Linked DNA regions of Mus musculus: region 1 is linked to region 2. The links are chromatin contacts, called in public HiChIP or PLAC-seq maps. All regions are on one chromosome and are shown on one strand. The core of a region is the stretch at or near the end of the contact, and the rest is flanking DNA. Distances in the headings are between cores, read along the strand shown.

Region 1 (5,964 bases), core at 3,296-5,795, 510 kb after region 2:
AGCTTACAACCATCTGTAACGGCAATTCCAGGAGATCCAACACCCTTTTCTGGCCTCCAAAGGCACCAAGTGTGTAAGCAAAACACCCATGCACAAAAGTGTAAATAAATAATTTTAAAGGGTAAATCTTTAGATGGGGGGACTAGTGCGTATGAAATTTATGAAGGCCTTGAGTTTGAGCCCCAGGATCCATATAGCAAAAGGAGAGAACTGACTTACTATGTCTTTCTTCCGACCTCCACACATATGCCATGCATGCCTGCACACTTACACACTTACACACTTGCACACAAAATAAATAAATAAAATGGGGCTGGAAGGATGGCTCAGTGGTTAAGAGTTCTTGTTCTTGCAGGGGACTCAGGTACAGTTCCTAGTTCCCACATGATAATACTTTAATTCCAGTTTCGTGGAATCTGATGCCCTCTTCTGGCCTCCAGAGACACTATATGCATGTGGTACACAGACATACATGTAGGCAAAACACTCATACCCAGAAGATAAAATTAAACAAAATTTAAAATAAATTAAACATTTTTAAGTAGCTAAATTCCTAAGATAGAAACCTGCTTATTGTTTCTAGGGGCAGGGAAGTATCTGTGAGGGTGATGGAAAGGTTCTGAAATTCCATGATAATGGTTCCCAACTCTGAATATTCGCAAATCACTGAACTTTGCACTGGAGGTTTTGTGTAGGAGAGAGCAGAGTGCTTCTTAAGTGCTCTTCCTCCAAGTGTGAGAGCAGAAGGCAAGTGGGGCCCCGTTTTTGTTTTTGTTTTTTAACCAAATTCAAGTTGGAGGAACTCCTGGGCAGAGAAGAAGCTAGGAGGTGCTAGGTGATAAGGCTTTCTGGAGTGCGGCTGAGTTGGGAGCTGGGGAGGCTGAGACCTTAAGTGGACATGCCCACCCCTCTGCCTGCCCCACCTTGACCTTATTGGGGCAAGAATCTTTATGTGGTATACGACAGTTTCCTCAAAAATATTCAAAGTAATGATTGTATTTGCTGGGGAGACCCTTACCTGTTCTCAGCCCTGCTTCTCTGCTGGAAATTATTTAGCATATTACCCATGCCACTCCAGGGACAGACTAGACTGTTGAAGGGATGAAGGGATGAAAAGGGGTGGGGGACAGAAGTTCAGACCTTTTGGGAAAGAGGTAGATAGGATGAGGAATTAGGAGTGTGGCCTTATGCTATGGTTCTACCTGAAAGGGTGGGAGGGTTCATCCTTGGGGGATGGTGAGGAAGGTCTTCTCAGGCAAAAATAATAGGAACTCCCCCCCCCCCTACACACACAGGTACACAGAGCCTATTATCAATCCACTGTTGCCGTTAGTGGTGTGATCTCTCATGTCTTTCTGATGCTGCTGTGGGGTAGTCTCCACCCTTTGGAACTTGTAAATTTGATCTTGCTCCAAACTGGACCCTTACTAGCCTTTTTCCATGACAATTGGGAAAGGGGGCTTTTAGAGAGCACATTGATCTATCTTCTCTTCACAGAGAGAGTGGAACCACACCTACACTCTTTGGGGTTCCACTCTACTAACCAAGGGGAGAAGGGAATGTAAGTATAGAATAGTATAGAACCTAGAACTGAAGAAGTGCTCTGGACCCGAGAATGTTGCTTCAGTTGTCTCTGAGCTATCTGACGTATACTTCTTGGTATGTCCGTAAGTTGACAGAAAAATACCCCAGTCTAAATAGTTAAACACTTGGGGACAGTTCCCATGAATTCTGGTAGCAGGCCTGGTCAGACCCATCTTCTACCTCTGTTTGTAATTCATATTGGTCAGTGTAGAGATGATATCATCTTGCCTCAGAGGCTGAACACGCCTAAGAAATCCCCACTTCTTGTGTACCTCTTCCTAATTGTATTGGGAAGCTGGCTTCCTGTGCATGGACCCACATGAACATCTAGCCCTAGGTTTTGTTTTTTTTTGTTTTGTTTTTTTCAGGTAAGTCATACATGACCACCTTCATGGAAAGCCATATATTTGCAGCTTCATAGTTATGCTAGGTGTTTCACACTCCATGTGGGTGAATCTTTGGATCAGCCGCCATTGAAGACTATATGGAAATCCGGGGCAGGACAGACTCCTCCTTCAGAAGTGGGATTAAGGGGACTAGCTAGTCAGTGTTTGTATGTGTGTGCCGGGACTATTTCCAGGGTGATTTTGCCACCCCTTTCTAGATGCATGTTTGTCTAGTAAGGGACTTTGAAAAATAGATGGTCCGGAGAGAGGGCCTCAGTCCTCCTGGAAGGAGCCCAATCACTGCCTCTGTAATAAAGCTCAAGCTAGGGAACTTAAGGGGACTTTTATACATCTCTGACCTCTGTCTATAGAGAATAGGGCCCCGAGTTGCAGCTCTCCTCACATCACTATTTGAGGTATGTGATTCTTATGAGGTCTGAGCACTGCCTTGGTCACTAACCCTTTGCCTAAGTCAGGTCCCCTGGGGGAGCAGAGCAAGTGTGACATGGTGCTGCCCCTCTTAGCAACTATCTGCTGGGGTCTGGTAATGTATCTGTAATGTTCAGGTGTCAGCCCTGCAGTTCTCCCCAAATGAAAAATACTGTCCTGGGCAGTGCTTAGGTTTGCAGAGGAAAAGCTGCAACTCGGGCTGGGAGCTGATGATATCTGGGAGCCCCACTGGAAGGATGGAGGGCAGTGGTGTGGCTAAGGCAAAAGCAAAGTAAATTTCTGTGTTTACAGTCCTTATGCATGGATGCTAGTGATCACTGAAACCCTTTTAAAGAAAAAAGTTTAATTAAAAATTAAATATATTGTATTATATATGTATATATATATAAAGGCAAAGTAAAAAACACAGTCTCATTCTAGAAAATACATAGCAGAAAAGAATTAGATGATTCAAAAACAACCCTGGCAGAGGCAGCTAGCACGTCCAGGGCCTGAGGTTCCTAGGGAAGGCCCAAAGCACAGGAACCCCCAGAAGGAGGTGTGTAAATGAGGAGGCGACAGAAATGGCATCTTTAGGCCACCAGCTCTAAAGGCTGTTGCATACCCTAACATACATATGCGAAAGGAAGGGAGCAGGCAACTCTGCCACTTGGCCACATGCAGAAGCGGTGGAGGGCAAGGACAGTGTCTAGCCTGAGATGCAAGCACTGTAATAGACCGCGCTGCTAGCATCAGACAGCGCAGAAATGAGGCTGCTCTCTTCTGGACAGGACATGGCGCGCGGACCTAGTTTGGCCAGTGCCACGTGGTAGGGGAGTGTAGTGGCATCCGGTCGAGTCCGGCTGCAATTGAGATACTGGTCAAATTCGGTGAGGTCCACATCGGCCCAAAGGTCGGCGGTAGGCTCCAGTTGCTCTGTGCCCTCAAGAGACGGGGACTCAGGTGGTGGTGACAGAGGATTGGGAAACGGGCCCGGAGTGCCCAGGGTGCCATAGTAGAGACCTGCGAGTGGCGCGGCAGGCGGCGCTGTCCTGAGCGCTTCAGCCAGGGGCGCCCCGTAGCAGAAGCTCGGGTCCCGTGCCAGCTCAGGGGCATAGGGTGCCCGGAAAGCCCGCAGAGCGCAGTCCTCGGGCGCCAAAGGCGGTGGGAAGAAGGAGGCCTCGCCAGGCTCCAGGCCGTCCAGAGGCGAGCGCTCGGGCGTGGGTAGCCCCAAGCCATCGAACTCCGCACCCAGAGTGGGTAGCTCGCGGAAGGAGCGAGCTGACCCTGACGCTGCAGCGAAGGCCTCGGGCGGCGCAGACGGCTGCACGAGGCCCGGGAGCAAGAGGCCCGGCTCCAGCCTCCGGACCTTGCGCGCCTGTTTTTTGCGGCGAGGCCGGTACTTGTAGTTGGGATGGTCGCGCAAGTGCTGCACACGCAGCCGTTCGGCCTCTTCCACGAAGGGCCGCTTCTCCGCCGTGTTCAGCTCCTTCCACGCTTTGCCTGTAGGCGAAGGGAGCCTGTTAGTGGACCAGTGTCGGGCGCACGACTAGCCAAACCGTCGTGCGCCTTGGGCGCGCGGCGTGAAACATGGCATAGACCCCAGCGACCAGCCATAAAATCCCGAATCCCGACCCTCTCCCAAAGTCCCCTCCCTCGCCGCCCCTCTAAGCATTCGAGGCTCTCACCCAGCATCTTGCTCAGTACTGCGTTGTGCAGATCCGGATTTTGTTGCGCCAGTCGCTTGCGCTCGTCCTTCGCCCACACCATGAAGGCGTTCATGGGCCGCCGAATGCGCAACTCGTCGGCAGTTTGGCGCTCTCCGCGGCCAAAGCCATAGCGCCCTGATTCGGGGCTGCGCGGTGGGCTCCGCGGAAGGCTGGACGGGGAGGCGGGCGAGGTGGGCGAGACGTTGGTGACAGGGAGGCCGCGCGCCTCAGCAGCGGCCCCGATTCCAGGGGCCCATGCACAGTCGCGGCGGGAGGGCGGGTCGTCCTGTGCGCCGTAGCCGGGCGGCGATCTCTGCATTCCAGCTGGGCAAGGCCTGGGCGGAACGCGGCGCGGGAGCGCAGGAGACAGTGGCGGGCACTGCAAAGCCAAGTACGGAGGTCTGATGGACGTCGGGTGGAGACACTGGGGACGTGGTAGCTTCGTGCCAGGAAGGCATCCCAGATATAGAGACATCGGGCCAATCCGCAGCAGAGCTGGCGGACCGGGGCGGGGCTGCCCCCCTCCGCGGTGGCTCCCTTTTTTCTTCCCGGCAGGATCCAGCTGAGGCCTCCCCAGCGCAGAGCCCCCCATCTGCTCCCACTGTCTCAAAAGAAGAGACCCCCGTGTGGGAGAGGACTGCTGGTGTGGGCTAGGTCTCAGAAGGAGGGGTCCTCCAGGGTTTTCAGGTTTCAGAGCCGCGCTGGCACCCCATCCACAGAAACAGACCCCTGGGCAGTAATGATGGGAGAGGGCAGCGGCTTTAGATTGGATGAAGGAAGATTTAATTTAGCACCAAGTTCTAGGGAGGTTACTTTCATCGTGTACCTCGGGAAAAGGAATGGGATTTGGCGATGTTCTTGCCTCTTCTTGTGGGTTTACCCTCCCAGATGCTGAGCTCAGCTAGGTAGTTCCAACGCCTTTCCCTAATTTTGTCGTTGAGGCTGAAGAAACGATGTGTCTTTTCTCTCTCTCTCATAACCAAACTCTGGGACAAAGCAGAACTCTTGGCCCACAAGGAAAAGGTAAACTGGTGGACACAGGACATAGCCAGTCCCTGCTCCTCAGAATTTGTGTGTGGGCTGCTGTTTCCCTTCCCCGGGCCAGACAAGGAAAACACAAGGGCCTGAGCAGGTGAGGCAGAGGAAAACTGGGAGTTTTCCAAAGGAGCCCTCATTCATGTTCTCTTTTTATCTGTTCAGCCTCTTCACTAGGAAAGGATCTGGGCCCTGGAAACTGATGGCTTTCTCCTGAGAGCTGCCCCCTTTGCACTGCCAAGTGTAACTTCATAGAGGAAAACCCTTGGCAGCTGTTCGTGACAAGTCAGAAACTCCATCTACACGTACCCTGAGCACTCTGCGACCTTCCCTGTCATGTCAGGATAGCCCACCTTGAGCATTGAAAGAGAGAGCCTGTGTGGCTTCTGGGGCTGCTCACACATACAAGTCCTATGGAACCCTGCGCTGCTCCTGAGTGGTCCCTTTGTTTCTGAACACTCTTGCCATGGAGAGATCCCAGAATTCCCCAGAGCTCCTCAGACTAAAGGATGAGGAATGTCATCACTACCTGATATTTTGTCATGTAGATAGGGTAATAAAAGGCACATTAGAGGCCCTGCACCTGCTGCAGTGGCATGAATTCTGAGTAGTGTGGAAGCATTGGAACAACTCAGTAATTTCTCAGAAGGCAGGCAGTGATGTGGACACCAAGGTGAAATGCTTTCAGGACCTTGCCAGTGGCCAGGTCTAGGTAGGTAGGTAGGTAGGTAGTCTGAACAACTGGTACAGGAGGATGGTGAGTGAGGACATGAAGAGCTATGTGAAGATTTTCATCTTGAGAATGGACACAAAGAGCTAGA
Region 2 (6,323 bases), core at 2,572-5,071:
CTACCTCAAGGGCAACAGGGGAATCTTCCACCAGACCCTGAGTCAAGGAGGCCCAGACTGGCCATCAACTCCACTGCCAGCAGGGTATGGTCCTTGGATGAGTCACTGATCCCCTCTGGTTCTGTCCTCTCTGCCTGTGACTGACTGACTGCTTTTCTACCCATATGTCACTGTATCTACTCTGGGCTCTTCTATAAAAATCTATGTGTGAAAGATATGCCTACATGTCACCCTTGGTCTGTCTGCTGGCCCCAGCAGAGGTAACCCTGCAGGCACCCGGTCTAGCTGAGATATAAACACTGACTCAGTTCTTGAGGGACTCTATGCCCAACAGGATGGAGAGGACATGGAGATGACATGGGTAGAGGTCTGCCGAGACAGAAAGTGCAAGAGACGCTGACACCTGAAGAGAGCTCTTGGGCCCCGAGTCACTGAGCTAGGTGCCCTCTGTGCACACCTGGGATGTGCCTGTAATCATATTCTTGATGAAGTCTCGGTGTCCTGGAGCATCGATGATGGTGATGTAGTACTTGGTGGTCTCAAACTTCCAGAGGGAGATGTCGATGGTGATGCCTCGTTCCCGCTCGGCCTTCAGCTTGTCCAGCACCCAGGCATATTTAAAAGAGCCCTTCCCCATCTGGAAGGGTAGAGGCACAACTCAGGATAAGACACAGGACTCTGAGGTCACATCCACCTGCCATGCCTGCCCTGGCCCATGGGAGCAGCCATGGAGAAGTGACAGTTGGCTTAAAGCACTTTGAACTGAAGACCTCTGTCCCATCTCTCTGGTGTTGATCCCCAAACCCTGCTCTGCCTCACCCCAGGCTGCCCAGATCAGCCAGCCCCACCCTCACTCCCTTCCTCAATGGTTGTGGACATGCAAGTCCCCCAGCAGAGGGCGTGAGGGCCTGGGAGTTGCCAAACTATCCTTGCCACCTGAGGCTAAGGCTCTACACCCAATTAGAGATCAATTATCTCATTAGGTTTGGGACTGTTAAAAACAAAACAACTCTCTAAGTTATTTTTTTAAGGGAAAATTTTAAAAATGAGTAAATTGTTCAAGGTTTTGAGAAAATCCCGGTTCCAGCTCTTCCTGCAGCTGATGAATAACTCTGAGGCATCTCCCCTCCCCACTTCCACCAAAACAGAAGTAGAAACAGCCCCACCAAGAGCAAGGCTGGCTGCTCTTTGCAAATCTGTGCCAGGGTGAGACTCCTTGTGAGACTCCTACAGCCTGGACCACGGTTTGTGGTCATCGATGCTCAGCTGAACATGACTCCCTACCAGAATCTCACATGACATGTTTGCTTCTGCATTCCAGGGATGATGCCCAGCTTGGAGGGGCTACCCAGACAGAGCCAGACAAAACCCAGCTGGGACCTGATCCAAGTGGCCATCAAACCCTCAGGTCCCTCCTACCTCCTCCCCTCAGCGCAACCCCTAAAAGGTAAAAGCATCAGGCCTAGACACACAGAATTGTGGCTCAAAGCCCCATATACACACAGGAGCAGGAGCTCTGCATAGACAGTTGATGCCCTCAGATCTGCCTTAGCCCTTATCCAGGAGCCAGCTCTTCTCGGAATGAGCAGGGTTAGGGGCAGAGAAGAGAATTCTGTTACAACCACTGCTCATTTGTAGGTCTCAACCAGGAACAGGCTACCAAGACCCCCCACTCCAGGTACCATCCTGGACCAGCAACCCTTCTCAGCTTATCTGGAGAAAGTGGAGCTGGCAAGCCTGCTGCCCATCAATCAGCTATTAATAGCATCCTTGAGCCCTGGCTGTTGCCAGACAAGCGAGGACAGCACCACATCCAGCCCAGCTTCAGCCCTGGGGAACAAGAGGATAAGGCTTGAGGGTCTCCTGGCACTGGCCCACTGAGGCCGAGTCCAGAGCCTTCGGATGGGCCTGGGGAGGGCACAAGTTCCCCCTCCCTCAGTATGAGACAAATCTAGCAACATTCTCAGAGGGAGACTGCTCTGTTCACCCCTCCCATCACCAGGCACCCATATCCCCTGCACTGAAGGAGGTAAACTGAGCAATGGCAGCACCAGGCCCACAGTGCTCACCTCTGCTGCCTCCTTCTCAAACTTCTCGATGGTCCGCTTGTCGATGCCACCACACTTGTAGATGAGGTGGCCTGTCGTGGTGGACTTGCCTGAGTCCACGTGGCCAATGACCACAATGTTGATGTGTGTCTTCTCCTTGCCCATTCTGCCTGGGTGAGGGAGGGGCTGGCACTGTGGGGGCTCTGGTTTGGGGTTGAGGGTATATGCTGGGCAGGAACTCTGTGGAGTCAGGGACGAGGGAAACAAGTGATTAAGGGGCCCAAAGAGAGTCCAGCAGAGGTACCCGCGCCATTCTTGTATTGTTTGGGAGCTTGCCCTGACCCAGTCTTCTCCTGAGCCAGAATAGGGAAGAACGACACCCCCCCCCAACCCTGTCCTAACCCCATTCAGCCACATTTCATTCATAAGCCACCTGTTTCTCTACCCTATACCTTAGCCCAAATGCTCCGTTAGTGTGTAAGTGTTTGGGAAGGTGATTTGGAGGCAAATTCCTTAGGGAAGGGTTAATCAGGTCTGGACATCACAGAGCAGCAGACTGAGTGAAGCTCTGGAGCAGCCAGGAGCCCTGTGATGAGTCACTGTGCCCAGCTCTAGGGTGCATTGTCCTTCCTGTCCTCGATGCCACCCCCCCCTTCACACACACACACACACACACACACACACACCAGGGAGGGACACTGCCCTACCCCCATCTGCTGCCACCATGAAGAGAAGGCCAGCACTCCTCAGCCCCTCCACGGGCAAGGGCGCCATCTTCCTCCCTCTGCCCACAGGCTGGCAGAGGAGACAGCTGGATGGTACCCAGGCATAGGCCCAGAATAGCTCAGGCCCTCCCCACAGGCAAGGGGCAGCCATGAGGGCCGAGAGGTGAATGTCCTGTTCTAGCCAGAGAAATAAAAATCCCACCTGGCCCAGCTCAGCAAGTGCCCTCAGAGATGCCCTGACCCTCTCCCCTACTATCCAGTCCAGGTCCTGTGTCTCAGTACCCGCGCATCTCAGAGGTCAACCGAGAAGCTCAGGCCTGTTGGGGTGGGGGGTGCATCCGAGGGTGGGAGCCACATAGGACGCGATAGGGGTCCTCAGATTTCACCACCTCCCCCGCCCTACTCTGACAAATCACGGACATCCCCAGGGCCCCAAACCACCGCGCCAGCACTTTCACCGACCAGCCTGTCAAGCCCAGCAGAGCCCAGACAAGCCCCAAGGTCAAGGTGACAGCATGATGGCAGGTTTCAGGAGAAGGCCCCCCTCCACTGTCACAATTGCCTAAGGGACTCACTACCCGACTGCCACGGGGACCCACCATGCCCAGTCTAGAGACAGCCTCCCTCCACCCCCAGCCCAGGGGTGCAGCCCAGCTAGGTGCCGCATATTCCCCTCTTCCCCGGGCTGGGTTCCCAGAGAAGCGAACCCTGATTGAAAACCTAAGCAAGGGTCTCAGACCGGGATGTGCGTCCTTACCCAGAGCCGAGGACTCAGTCAGAAGGACTGGTGGCGCCGGCGCCGGCGGTTTTATCTCTCCAGGAGGGGGTCCACCTATTGACGGTGCCGGCGCAATGCACTGCGCCCCTGCAGTACGGCAATGCGGTACCGGAGGGGGGAGGCGGGCGCCGAGCGGCTGGCAGATGGGATGCGAAAGATGCGTGGACGCAGGGGCCGCGCACCCACGGACGCGGGCCGGCGTAATGAGGATCCGAGAGGACGCAGCTGCAATGATGCACCGGAGCGAGGGAGAGAACCAGTGAGCGAGAACGCAGACCAGGAGAGAAAAACAGGCAAAAGGGCGGTGCAGCGCGCAGAGGTGGGGGCAGGGAAACAGAGCCAGGAAAGGAGGGGCAGGGATGGAGAGAAGCGAAAGAAACAGTAGAGAGAACTGGGGTAGCAGAGACAGTGGTTGCTGGAGAGCAGGGGGGAAAAAAAAGGTACATCCAACATAAAGATGTCCCCAGGAAGGTGGAACACAATAGGGAACCAGCAAGTAGACTAGGAGAGAAGAGGCCCAAGCCCAGGTCAAGATCCCTGCAAGCCTTGATGTGGGCATCCATTGCTGGCCCTGCTCATGGTTGAGTCCCGGTGAACATGAAGCTCAGTTTCCAGAGGTTTTCCACGATCCCCACCACCCCTAGCACAAGTGCTTACTCACATGGACCCTACATGACAGGCCCTTGAGGCAATCAGCCAGTCCAGCCCGCAGCCCAACCTTCTTATGAAGCCCTGGAAAGAGGTTTTTGTCTACCTATTCCCTTAGGTGTAGGGAATTTACAAAGCCCGTTCTCAGATGGTCTTAGCTAAGGTCACCAAGAACATCCAAACAGGGTTCAGATCCCCACTCTCCTTCAGGCTCCATTGGTAGGAAGCAGGGAGCCCTTGAGATTTCTAGAAAGATTAGGATATCCCAAATAGACCTTAAGGGGGTTGTGGCCACCGTGTATCACCAGGGGCTTCTTCAGAGGTGCCTATCTTGTCATTTGACCCAGACATTCCCGTTTTCCAATACTGCCACCTGTCCTAACCCAACCAGTCTTTGTGGTTGCAAGTAGGAAGCAAAGGTTCCTTGAGTATTTATGCTGACTGACAGCAGGCCTGTGCCTATTCCTTCTACCCTGGTGTAGAGTAGATCTAGACATAGAAGGCCCAGGTCAGGGCCCAGCACCTCCTACTGAGAGCGCCTGTTAGGGGACCCTGGAGATGGGTGCCCAATTAGGGCAGCTATCAAGTATGAAGAGAGAGTAAGGTGAAGCCTAATGAGGGTCTGTCTAGCAGAGGGCAGCCAGAGGCTAGGCAGGGCTCTCAGATGACTTGGCACTTTTGAAGACTGCTGAGACCGTCAACTGGGAGCCAGGAATTAAAAATAAACGCCTGGCAAGACATTAGCATTTACTCCACCCACTTGTCCAACTCATCTCTCCCTGAATGCCTTCCTTCTTGCATGGAGATGACTGGGCCTGGTTTCGAAATCAGGAGGTAGAGTGGGCTCAATAATGAGGTCCAAAACCCAGCATCTTTGTGAATAGCTATTAGTCCTTAGCTTTGGAGTCGCCTCCTCTGTCTATCTGGGCAGCAGTGAGCCAGCAAGGCCCAAGGCCAGGAGCTTACCCATCTAGAGGACTGACCCCTAATGACCAGAGGTCATGTCCTGCCTGAAACACCTATACATTGACCTACAGGAGGCAGGTCAAAAGTACCTCCCTGTCATTAGGACATACTTTGCCTCCACTGCAAATCCCTGAAGCCTTTGTTGGTATGAGAGACCCTGGGAATAGGCAGAAAACAGATTTTTAAGAGGTTAACAGTGTTGAGCAACAACATACTCAGCCAACATGATAGGGGGCCTTGAGGCCAGCTGTTCCAAGGAGCCACTAAGCCAGCAGCACTGAGCAATGGCCAGGCACTCAATAGCGCCAGCAACGGGGCAGCTATTGCTTCAATCTGCATGTATCTCCCAAGTTGGGACTGAATCTCCAGGAAGTAGTGCTGGTATGGGGCTTTCTATGGGACATTTAGGTCCTGAGGGCCCCAGCCTGATCCTACCATAAAAAGTGCCTATGGATGGTTCTCCTGCCTTCCACTGTAGAGCCTAGTTGAGCACCTTGCCAGAATTTTGGGTTTCTATCCTCTTCAATTGCATGCTTAGCAGCACTTAAGCAATAAAGTCTGCAATACTGAAAAACATCAGGTTCTATAAGTAGGGCTCAGGGACCCCAAAACCTATGAGGAAACTGGGCAAAACTAAGCTCAGCACCTGAGACCACACCAGTGGGTAGCTCAAGGCATTAGAACTAAGACAGTGTAACTTCCAGACAGAAGCCTGCGTTTCACCTGTGGCCACAACCTCTGCTACTACTCATGTTCCTTCAGTAGCCCTGGTCACGGTGGCCCTGGGAAGCTGCCAGAGGTGGGGCAGGGCAAGCAAGGAGAGGCTACAGGAAACCAGGATTCTTCCTACTGGCAGCATGGAGGACAGGGTTCAGGTTCTACACCTCCTCAGCCTCTCCAGGAACCCCCACCTGCCGTCTTTAAGCTGTTTAGGGAGATATAGCACCACCCCCTTTGACTGGTGGGGGTTTCACAAACGTTGGAAATGAAGATCCAGCTAAAATTAACCGTTATCAAGCTGCCAGCCCTGCAAATAAACCCGCTTCCCATTGGCTGGCGGTGATGTCACTGTCAGGTTAATAATAGCTGCAGTGCCCAGCTAACCACCTGTGCGGGTGCCTTCTGTGAGCTATGGTCAGGACAGCCTCCTGTAGTCAA

The links. HiChIP or PLAC-seq counts read pairs in DNA pulled down with a chosen protein or histone mark.
Region 1: a contact with region 2 is called in an H3K4me3 HiChIP or PLAC-seq map of embryonic stem cells, with 6 times the contacts expected there. The contact joins the promoter of Sox18 here to the promoter of Eef1a2 in region 2. A contact is called at or near these places in 1 of 39 promoter capture datasets (embryonic stem cells), 3 of 15 datasets of contacts at CTCF or cohesin (embryonic stem cells, pro-B cells and stem cell-derived epiblast-like cells), 2 of 484 Hi-C or Micro-C datasets (both in embryonic stem cells), 3 of 115 datasets of contacts at active chromatin or transcription factors (embryonic forebrain and embryonic stem cells) and 1 of 9 other capture datasets (embryonic stem cells).

The regions. Positions count from the first base shown.
Region 1 is chr2:181,667,095-181,673,058 of GRCm38.p6, forward strand. It overlaps Sox18 (SRY (sex determining region Y)-box 18), which reads right to left and starts at 4,546. Exons shown (of 2, transcript NM_009236.2): 1 at 4,088-4,546; 2 at 2,743-3,902. The coding sequence starts at 4,427. The coding sequence ends at 3,109.
Region 2 is chr2:181,153,194-181,159,516 of GRCm38.p6, forward strand. It overlaps Eef1a2 (eukaryotic translation elongation factor 1 alpha 2), which reads right to left and starts at 3,822. Exons shown (of 8, transcript NM_007906.3): 1 at 3,531-3,822; 2 at 2,070-2,288; 3 at 458-637. The coding sequence starts at 2,213.